Linked DNA regions of Triticum aestivum: region 2 is linked to region 1. The links are chromatin contacts, called in public Hi-C maps. All regions are on one chromosome and are shown on one strand. Each heading gives the region's core, a stretch centred on a gene start, on an enhancer-like site or on the middle of the called end of the contact. The rest is flanking DNA. Distances are from core to core; before and after follow the strand shown. Region 1 holds the start of LOC123162019 (GATA transcription factor 20). Region 2 holds the start of LOC123156388 (serrate RNA effector molecule).

Region 1 (4,678 bases), core at 1,625-4,124:
GGCACGACACCTTGATCTCCATCGTTGCATTGAGGTTGTCTCACTAACTATTGCTTCTACAACTATTGCTAACACATAGCGATAAAGTAAAGCAATTACATGATGCTTAGAGATTGACACACAGGTCATACAATAATTAAAGACAACCCTAAGGCTCCTGCCGGTTGTCGTACTCATCGATATGCAAGTCGTGAACTTACTACAAAACATGATTATCTCATACATCAACATATATCATATCACATCTTGACCATATCACATCACAACATGCCCTACAAAAATAAGTTAGACGTCCTCTACTTTGTTGTTGCAAGTTTTACGTGGTTGCTACGTGCAACTAGCAACAACCGTTCTTACCTACACAAAACCACAATGGTGATTATCAAGTTGCTATTTAACCTTCTGCAAGGACCGCCGTAGTCAAATCAGATTCAACTAAAGTGGGAGAAACAGACACCCGCCAGCCACCTTTATGCAAAACAAGTTGCATGTTAGTCGGTGAAACCGATCTCATGTACATGGACATGTAAGGTTGGTCCGAGTTGCTTCATCCCACAATGCCAACGAATCAAAATAAGACATTGATGGTAAGCAATATGAACATCACCGCCCACAACTCCTTTGTGTTCTACTCGTGCATATCATCTACACATATACCTGGCTCATGATGCCACTGTTGGGGAATGTTGCATGAAAAAAATCTACGCACACGCAAGATCTATCCATGGAGATGCATAGCTACAAGAGGGGGAAAGCATCAACATACCCTTGTAGATCGCTAAGCAGAAGCATTTATCAACGCGGTTGATGTAGTCGTACACCTCTGGGATCCGTACCAATCAAGCACCGAACGCACGTCACCTCCGCGTTTAGCACATGGTCATCTTGATGATGTCCTCGCCTTCTCGATCTAGAAATAGAGGCGAAGTAGCAAATGAGTTCCGGCAGCACGACGGTGTGGTGACGGGGGTGGTGAAACTATTCCGCAGGGCTTCGCCAAGCTCAACATTTTAGGACGTAGGACGAACTAGAGGGAGAGGGGGCGCCACACACGGCTTGGAATCGTGGTGTGTGTTGCCCCCTCCCCTCCTCTCATATATATAGGTGGAGGGGGGAGGGGAGGCTGCCTAGGCATGCCCCAAGGGGGCCGGCGGCCGCCCTGGGCTCCTGCCCTAGGCGCCTCACCCTTTCCTTCTTTAGGGGTGGAGGGGTTGGTAGGGGGGCGGCGGATGCCCTACCTTGGGCGTCCCCTTTCCTTCCTATAGGGCCGGCGGCCAAGAGGTAAGCGCGCCAACCCCCTCCCTTGGCCCGTTTGACCCAATAACTCCCCGAGGCCTCCCGGAACCCCTTCCGGTGGTTCGTTAAATATTTAGTGCATTTCGAAACTATTCTGGAACCCGAATACCTTCATCCTATATATAAATCTTTACCTCTGGACCATTCTGGAGCTCCTCATCATGTCCGTGATCTCATCCGGGGCTCCGAACAACATTCAGTCACCAACATACATAACTCATATAATACTATATCGTCAACGAACGTTAAGCGTGCAGACCCTACGAGTTCGAGAATGATGTAGACATGACCGAGACGCTTCTCCGGTCAATAACCAATAGTGGACCCGGATGCCCAATTGGTTCCTATATATTCTACGAAGATCTTTATCGGTCGAACCTTTATGACAACATACGCAGTTCCCTTTGTCTGTCAGTATATTACTTGCCCGAGATTCGATCGTCGGTATCTCCATACCTAGTTCAATCTTGTTATCGGCAAGTCTCTTTACTCATTCTGTAATACATTATCTTGTAACTAACTCCTTAGTCATTTTGTTTGCAAGATTCTTGTGATGTTGTATTACCGAGAGGGCCAAGAGATATCTCTCCGTTATACGAATTGACAAATCCCAATATCGATTCATGCCAACTCAACAGACACCTCGGAGATACCTGTAGAGCACCTTTATGATCACCCAGTTATGTTTTTTTGACGTTTGATAGCACACACGGTATTCCTCCAGTATCCGGGAGTTGCATGATCTCATGGTCGAAGGAATATGTATTTGACATTAAGAAAGCAATAGCAAAAACTAGACGATCATATGCTATGCTAACGAATGTGTCTTGCCCATCATATCATTCTCCTAATGATGTGATTCCGCTATTAATGACAACCCATGTCTATGATGAGGAAACCTTAACCATCTTTTAATCAACGAGCTAATCTAGTAGAGGCTTACTGGGGACTTAGTATTTGCTTATGTATTCACACATGTATTTAAGTTTTCAATCAATATAATTATAGCATGAATAATAAACCTTTTATCATGATTAATAAAATATAATAATAACCACTTTATTATTACCTCTAGGGCATATTTCCAACAGGGGTCGCTCCGCTCCGCCAACATCGGCCGCGGCAAGGCAGCCGCCAGGGCTCCGAAAGCCGTGTCGGCAGTGACCGCAGCGGCACTATGCACTGCGCAACAGGATGCTAAGCAGCTCCTCCGCTAGCGGCAGGCAGCCGCCGGACAAGGCTGCCATGGCCCTCTAGTGCAACCTTTCTTTATGTAAATTATGTCCGAACTTCAATGAAATCCGCCTGGTTTGAACGAATTTCATTCAATTAATTTGAATTGTTGGCCGGATGTATGCAGGCAACGTTGAATGGCGGCTTTCTACATCCATGTATGTCATGGGACTGCTCCCCTCGATTGAAAATGCCTTTATTAATTATAATTAATGCTAAATAGCACGTGAGACATGCGCGCTCCATCCTCCAAAAAGTGCAACTGCATTTTGGCACATGCGGGGACGGTGGGGTGACGGGGTGGGGACGCGACGCGTATGAGAGACGGGGACGGCTGAGGCCCACGGACCAGTCGCCCCGTTGACGTTTCCATTTCCGCCACTCCACAGTCCACACCGAAAACAGATCCAAATCCCACCACACCAATCCATCCGCCCCCATCTCCATCCCCGTCGCCCGATCCGATCCGGTCCGATCCCTCGCCATGGCACCGTCGTTCTGGGGCCCCGAGTTCCCCCCGCAGCCGGCGGCGGTGTTCGACGACCTCGCACCCGTGGAGGCGGAGGAGGAGGAGGAGGACGCGTACGAGGACGAGATGGAGGAGGAGGAGGAGGATGAGCACGGCAGCGACGGGGAGGTCGTCCCGATGGACACCGAGGACTCGGGCGAGGAGCTCGTCTACTCCGGCTGCGGCTGCAACATGCTCACCCTGTCCTTCCCGGGCGCTGTGCACATCTTCATGTCTGCCTCCCCTGACAAGGTGTCGCAGGTGGAAGCTGCACTTTCGCTGCAGGGGCGATTGGATCCGGCGGACTCTACGACTGCACCGCCCACCTCGCGCAACACGCTCACCATGACCTTCCGGGGCGAGGAGTGCAATTTCGACTCTGTAACCCCTGATGAGGTCCATCCCTTGTTCTCTGCAAACTGTCTTCTTTGCCTCTTTTTTACGCGATTCAGTAGTCTCGGACGATGTTGCGAGGTGCTAGTGTATTTGATCGATGTCGCAGGTGCAAGATGTGCTTTTGTCGCTCGCGGGAAGGGAGCTGATGGTCCCTAGGATTGAGCTCATAATGGGGTTCCCGAACTGGAGCTACGAATTCGACTCTGTATCCCCTGATAAGGTCCATCCCTCGACGTCAGCAAATTGTCTTCTCTGCCTGTTTTGCACATGATTTACTACTAGCCTCGAATGATATTGCAAGGTAGTGGTTTCTTTGATTGCTGTCGCAGTTGCAAGCTGTACTTTCGCTGCTGGGGGGAATGAAGCTGACGGTCTATACGGCTGTGCCATGTGCCTTGCACGACCAGCTCACTGAACCCTTGATGTGTTGGATCGACGTGTTGCACCCTGCACTCCCTGATAAGGTCCGTCTCTTGCTGTTTGCAATTAGTATAATTTTGCCTTCTCTGCCTTTTGTACGTGATTCAGTAGCCTTGAATGATATTGCAAGGTGGTAGTGTCTTTGATTGCTGTTGCAGGTGGAAGCTTTACTTTCGCTGCTCCAGGGAAACGAGCTCAACCCAGGCATTGGTGGTGGAGCATCACCATCAATTCCATACAGACTATTTTTACAGTCCATAAACAATGTTTGGTAAGGTTATGTGCTGGATGATTCACATGCGGCAGAGGTTGAATTTACCCTGCTTCAGATGTTGAATTTCCTACACTGGTGGCACCGTTGATGAGATTTAGGGAGAAGCTGAAAAAGCAGGACTTTGTTAAGAAGATCTGTTATACTACTGTTTGGAAGAACTTGCACTAAGGTTGGTATAGTTGATTATGTCTCAAATGTTGTCTGGGGAAAACGTCTGAAATACTTTAAGTTGTCGTGTTGGGAGTCGCCAAATTTGACAATATACATTGGAATATGCTACATTCCTTATGCATGTTATTTTGCCATGATTTTCTTGGGAACATATGCACATCGTAGCTTTTTTCTTAAAAAACTCTGTTCAGTATGAAGACTGATTAACTACCTCTAGTTGTTCTGGTCGCTTGATTAGTGTGTACCATGTCAAACATCACAGTTATGCTGCGATTTTTGTCAGTTGTAATACTAGTGTGGCACTTCTTTCTTTAGTCATGGTTTCCATGATCACGACATAGATCGCAATATCCTGTGATACTATGTTCTTACCAGAGCCA
Region 2 (4,914 bases), core at 1,705-4,204, 900 kb after region 1:
CTTTATCTTTACCTAATAATAAAGCAAATTGGGTTTCTTTCGTACGTCATGGCATTTTTTAGAGAAGTCCCTCTATTTCAGAGAATTCAACCCGCAGTCTTGTTTTAAGTTAAGATGAATCGTTATTTTCATATTTTACACAAAAGCCCTTGTCTTTTCTTGAAACCAACCCGCCGTCCGGATTTAAGTCACACCCGAACCGTTATTTTACATTTTTTAAACCCCTCAGATGTTTTAGGTAATTCATCCGCGGATCATATTTAGGTCAAACAAATGCTTTATAAAATCATCCATATATTTTAGACCGTAACTCCGATTTAAACATGTTTCTTTCATCTGTCATGGCATTTTTTAGAGAAGTCCCTCTATTTCAGAGAATTCAACCCGCAGTCTTGTTTAAGTTAAAACAAATCGTTATTTTCATATTTTACACAAAAGCCTTTGTCTTTTCTTAAAACCAACCCATCGTCCGGATTTAAGTCACACCCGAACCGTTATTATATATTTTTCAAACCCCCCCAGATGTTTTAGGTAATTCATCCGCGGATCATATTTAAGTCAAACAAATGCTTTATAAAATCATCCATATATTTTAGACCGTAACTTCGATTTGAACATGTTATATATGAAATTTGATTAGAAAAATATGTAGAATATGAATATGAGATTATTTTTACCTGTTAAGTATTTTAAATATTATTTTGGAATATATTTGAGTCAAACCAAATGATTTCCTAAATTATCTGTATCTTTTAAACCGTAACTTCGATTTTAACATATTATATATGAAATTTTATTAGAAAAATGTGTGGAATCTAAATATGATGTTAATTTTACCTGTTAAATATTTTTAAAATATTTTTATGGAAGCAAACATATAATTTATAGCACAAGATCCGTTTTTTTTCATACCGGTGGCGATCCTGATTGCAAATAAACACCCCACTATAACCATATACGGAAAAGAAAACATCGATAACTACATGCGCATACCTCTGAAAAATGTCGCAAGGAAAACAACAGATTTCTCATCGCGAGAGTGAGAGAAAGCGAGAGAGAGAGAGAGAGAGAGAGAGAGAGGGAGGGAGAGAGAGAGGGAGAGGGAGGAGAGAGGGAGAGAGAGACGCCTTAGGATTAACTATATTCAACACACATTTTTTGTTGTTTTGTGTGAACACCGAGGTCATCGTCGGCGAGGGTGAGAAGGAGGATAAGCGGCAACACAAATATGATGCCTCGCAAAAATAAAGGAGATGGACTTATTGTGGTCTCGAGTGATGTTGTAGAGTTAAAAGTGTGTGTTATGTTTTCTCTCCCGTTACAACGCACGGGCTCTTTTGCTAGTAATAATAAATACAGAACGACATATCTCCCCTGGTGCTGGACATACAGCCGAGTCGGCAGGAAATAATAATAAAAAAAGATCACCGTCTCCACTGTCCATATCCAAAAAGAAAGGACCCTATTTTTTTATTTTTATTTTTGGCGAGGAAAAGGTGAATTCGTTCATCAAGAAACAGACAAGTCTGCACTACGTAGTGTTGGGACCTTGTTCGGACGTGATCGAAGCCACACTGCAGTGCGCCTCTTAATTTGATCAAAGTTTGCTAAAAAGTGACTAACAACGTTTTGTTCTCTCCTAACATGCTTGACTAAGAATTCACCACGATCCTAAAGAAGAGCAACAATCTCTCGAACCGTCATCATATGCTTCAACTGGTCATCTACTCCTTCAGCTTTACCACGTCGAGGCAATCCATTTGAATCACAATTGGCAACACGTCACTGGGAAGCAAAGGAGATGCCCTCCAAACAAGCAGCTAGCTCTGACTCTAGCGGGGATGCACAAAGCCGTAGCTCACGGGAAGAAGAGAAAGTTGATGGGGCACAACCACCATCTTTCCTTTGACATGATCACCTTGGGGATTCACCTCAATGGCCAGAAGAAAGTTGATGTAGCTAGTTAGGAACCTAGTTGAGGCTTCCACAAGAGGTGGTGGTTTGTCGTGGACAATCTCATTCCCGACGTGCCAGCATCATCATGAGCGTATACATCAGTTCCTCTTCGGACAAGTCAGCGAGCACATGAAGGAGCCACTCCGGCCCAATGTGCACTAGACGCCGGACGTCCGGAATATTTCATTGCTTCGCCATTGACTGGCACAAGGCTACCGCTAGTGGGCATCCACAAGAGCATGAAAAGAAAGGCCCCTCTTATATGAGGAACGTCAGTTGGAAAAGGGTGGCAATTGCAAACGTTTTTCCTGACAATTTACGTTGTGAGAGAATAATGGCATATTCTTCAGAAACACATAGCAATTTATAGAAAAGAAGACAAAAAATTGCTGCAAAAGAGGAAACGATTCTCCTCAATCGACTGATTAATTTCTTGGCTTTCGTCCGCGTCTCGGACATGTGTCCTCCACTCCTCATGATTCCACTCAAAATTTTGTGCAACATCACCAATGTTTGGAAAGTTATTCTCGTAACATCAGTTATGTTGTAAAAAGGTGAAGACAGAATTTTTTTTTGCAACAAGGCATCTATTGCAAAAACAAACCTGCAAGAACTGTATTGCAATGGTGGAGCATCAGATTTGACAGCTCACGAGCCGACCGATCTTTTAAAAAGATCAGCAGGCGGACACGTAGCACACCCAGAAAGAAAAAAGCCCGCTCTTCCCTCTATGTCAAAATATAACATAAGACATTTTCTGACACTAATACAGAGGCAGTATGTCTCATCATATAAACTTGTCAAGAAAAAAAAACGTTCGCTTGCCACCCCTTGTCAATTGAACGTTCGTTGGATAATAATAACAATACCAAAAGAAAATAAGATCCGAGCCCGAGTACTGTAAAACCCGTTCGCGATTGCAGCCCGACCCGACCCTGCCCGTTAGTTATCTCGTGCGCCGCGGCCTAGTACCTATTTCGGCCTCCCCCTCCCTCGGCTCCATCGCCAGCCGCTCCACTCCTCCTCGGCTTTGCAAACCCTAGCTGCCCCGCCGCCAAGCGCCCCTCCCATGGCGGACGTCGTAGACCCCAGCTCCGGGCCGCCCCGCCCGCTGCCTCCGCCGCCCGACAGCCCCAGCCCCGAGGACCGCCCCGTGCCGCTGCCCCCGCCCCCGCCGCCGCCGCCCGGCGGGCCCCCGCCCACCCGCAAGCGGAGCCGCTCGCCCCCGCGGCCCTCCCTGCCGCCGCCGCCGCCCATCGGCTCCTCGCGCCCCGAGCGCATCCGCGACCGCGACCGCCGCGGCTCGCGCAGCCCCCCGCCGCGCCGCCGCCACTCGCCGCCGTCCAGGAGGTCCCCGTCGCCGCCCTTCAAGCGGTCCAGGCGGGACGACGGGTACGACCGCCGAGGAGGTCGCGGCAGCCCCCCACCACGGTACGGATAACGCACCCAGGGGCTGTGGGACTCTGGGCGTCGTCCTCAGCTCGGTCGCTGATCGAGCTTTTCGTACTGGATGCCTGATTAGCTCCCGAGATGGGTCGTAAGGTTTCATGGTGTTGCTTCTGCAGGTACGACCGTGGCGGAGGCAGAGGTGGGTACGACGATGACCGGTACCACGGCAGGCATCGTGCTTCAGGTGAGGATTTGCCCTTCATTGAGAATTCCATCCTATCAATTAGTCTCCAAAAGTAAGTATACGCAACATCAAACCATCGGTGGGAAAAGTTTATGAGTGCTCGGCTGCACCATTAGCTTTCATCCTAGGATGCTCTTAGTTGCAGTTCGAAATTTGACCACCTGATCATATATTTATCTACCACTTTGTTATCATGATTCATCGTTTCTTTTTACCTTTAGAAAAGACTCCTTGTTCATTCAGTGGAAAATCTGATGACAACTCAATTGTGATATCCAGATTGGCCTGATTCTAGATTTGGGGCACCGAATGATGGTCCTGGGAATACCCAAAGGTATATATGTATATAATTACCTACATCTACATGTTTATTTCCTTATTATGGTTAGTCTTTTGGGTTTCTGGACACTCTTATTTTTCCTCCTGGGCACATGTAGGAATTGTCAGTATTGTAAAATAATATGCAAATTAAGTCTTCTGCTATGCTCTTAGCCGCAGTTAACAGATAGAGAATCTTCTCAGAAATTCTCCATATTTGATGTTCGAAAGCAAACTGATCCTTGGCTCTATGCACGTTGGATCCTTGATTCCTAATTACTCTTATTAGCCACCAGCAAGCCTTGTGCTCTTTTTACAGTCAGCACTACCACCACCACCACAAAAGGCCTCCTCCCAGTAATCTAGCAGCTAAACTCTCGAAGGCAGGATTGGTGTATGTTTTGGATGCAGTCAAATGGAGAATCTTATGAGAATATTCTTTATCTGTTAACAACAGGCAGTTTGGGCATTGACTTATTTGAATTATTTCTCAGTTTTTTATCTCAAGATAATAAACATGAGGCCAACTTTGCTGATTATTTTATTGTTTGCATGTTATAGTCCACTATTTTGATGTGCATGCTCCTATATTGAGCATAAATCTACATTAAAAATCCCATGTAAAAACCTTGAGATATATGTAGTTGTGCACTACTTTAGTTTTCTTGCATATTTGCATAGATATTCATGCTACACGGTTTACACTAATCCTTTTTTTAACATATTCATCTTTGCCATTTTCATCATATCTGCAATAAGTTCATTTATTCGTTGGTACTTGTTCAGAAGAGAGACATGAATGGATGGCCCATTTTGTTTGGAGTAGTCGAGTTAAATCTTATATTTTTCAACCTGGTGTGAACATGCATTTTACCACTACAAAAAGTCATTCTTAAAGGTTGATGGATATAAATTATATACATTATGTCTTGTACAAGGAAGAGCAATTTGGTGCAGTTAGCGTGGTGAATAGTGTGTCATTCAAACTGCATCAATTAGTGATTTAG

What was found. Hi-C and Micro-C count contacts between places; a contact is called where the count stands out from the background.
Region 2: a Hi-C map of leaf shows a contact between it and region 1, with 6 times the contacts expected there. The contact joins the promoter of LOC123156388 here to the promoter of LOC123162019 in region 1. A contact is called at or near these places in 3 of 5 Hi-C or Micro-C datasets (leaf and an unstated tissue).

The regions. Positions count from the first base shown.
Region 1 is chr7B:579,114,629-579,119,306 of IWGSC CS RefSeq v2.1, forward strand. It overlaps LOC123162019 (GATA transcription factor 20), which reads left to right and starts at 2,875. Exons shown (of 6, transcript XM_044579832.1): 1 at 2,875-3,433; 2 at 3,540-3,653; 3 at 3,763-3,897; 4 at 4,012-4,296. The coding sequence starts at 3,014. The coding sequence ends at 4,128.
Region 2 is chr7B:580,015,488-580,020,401 of IWGSC CS RefSeq v2.1, forward strand. It overlaps LOC123156388 (serrate RNA effector molecule), which reads left to right and starts at 2,955. Exons shown (of 12, transcript XM_044574517.1): 1 at 2,955-3,387; 2 at 3,522-3,589; 3 at 3,869-3,923. The coding sequence starts at 3,026. It overlaps LOC123156100 (GATA transcription factor 20), which reads left to right. Exons shown (of 7, transcript XM_044574268.1): 7 at 1-44.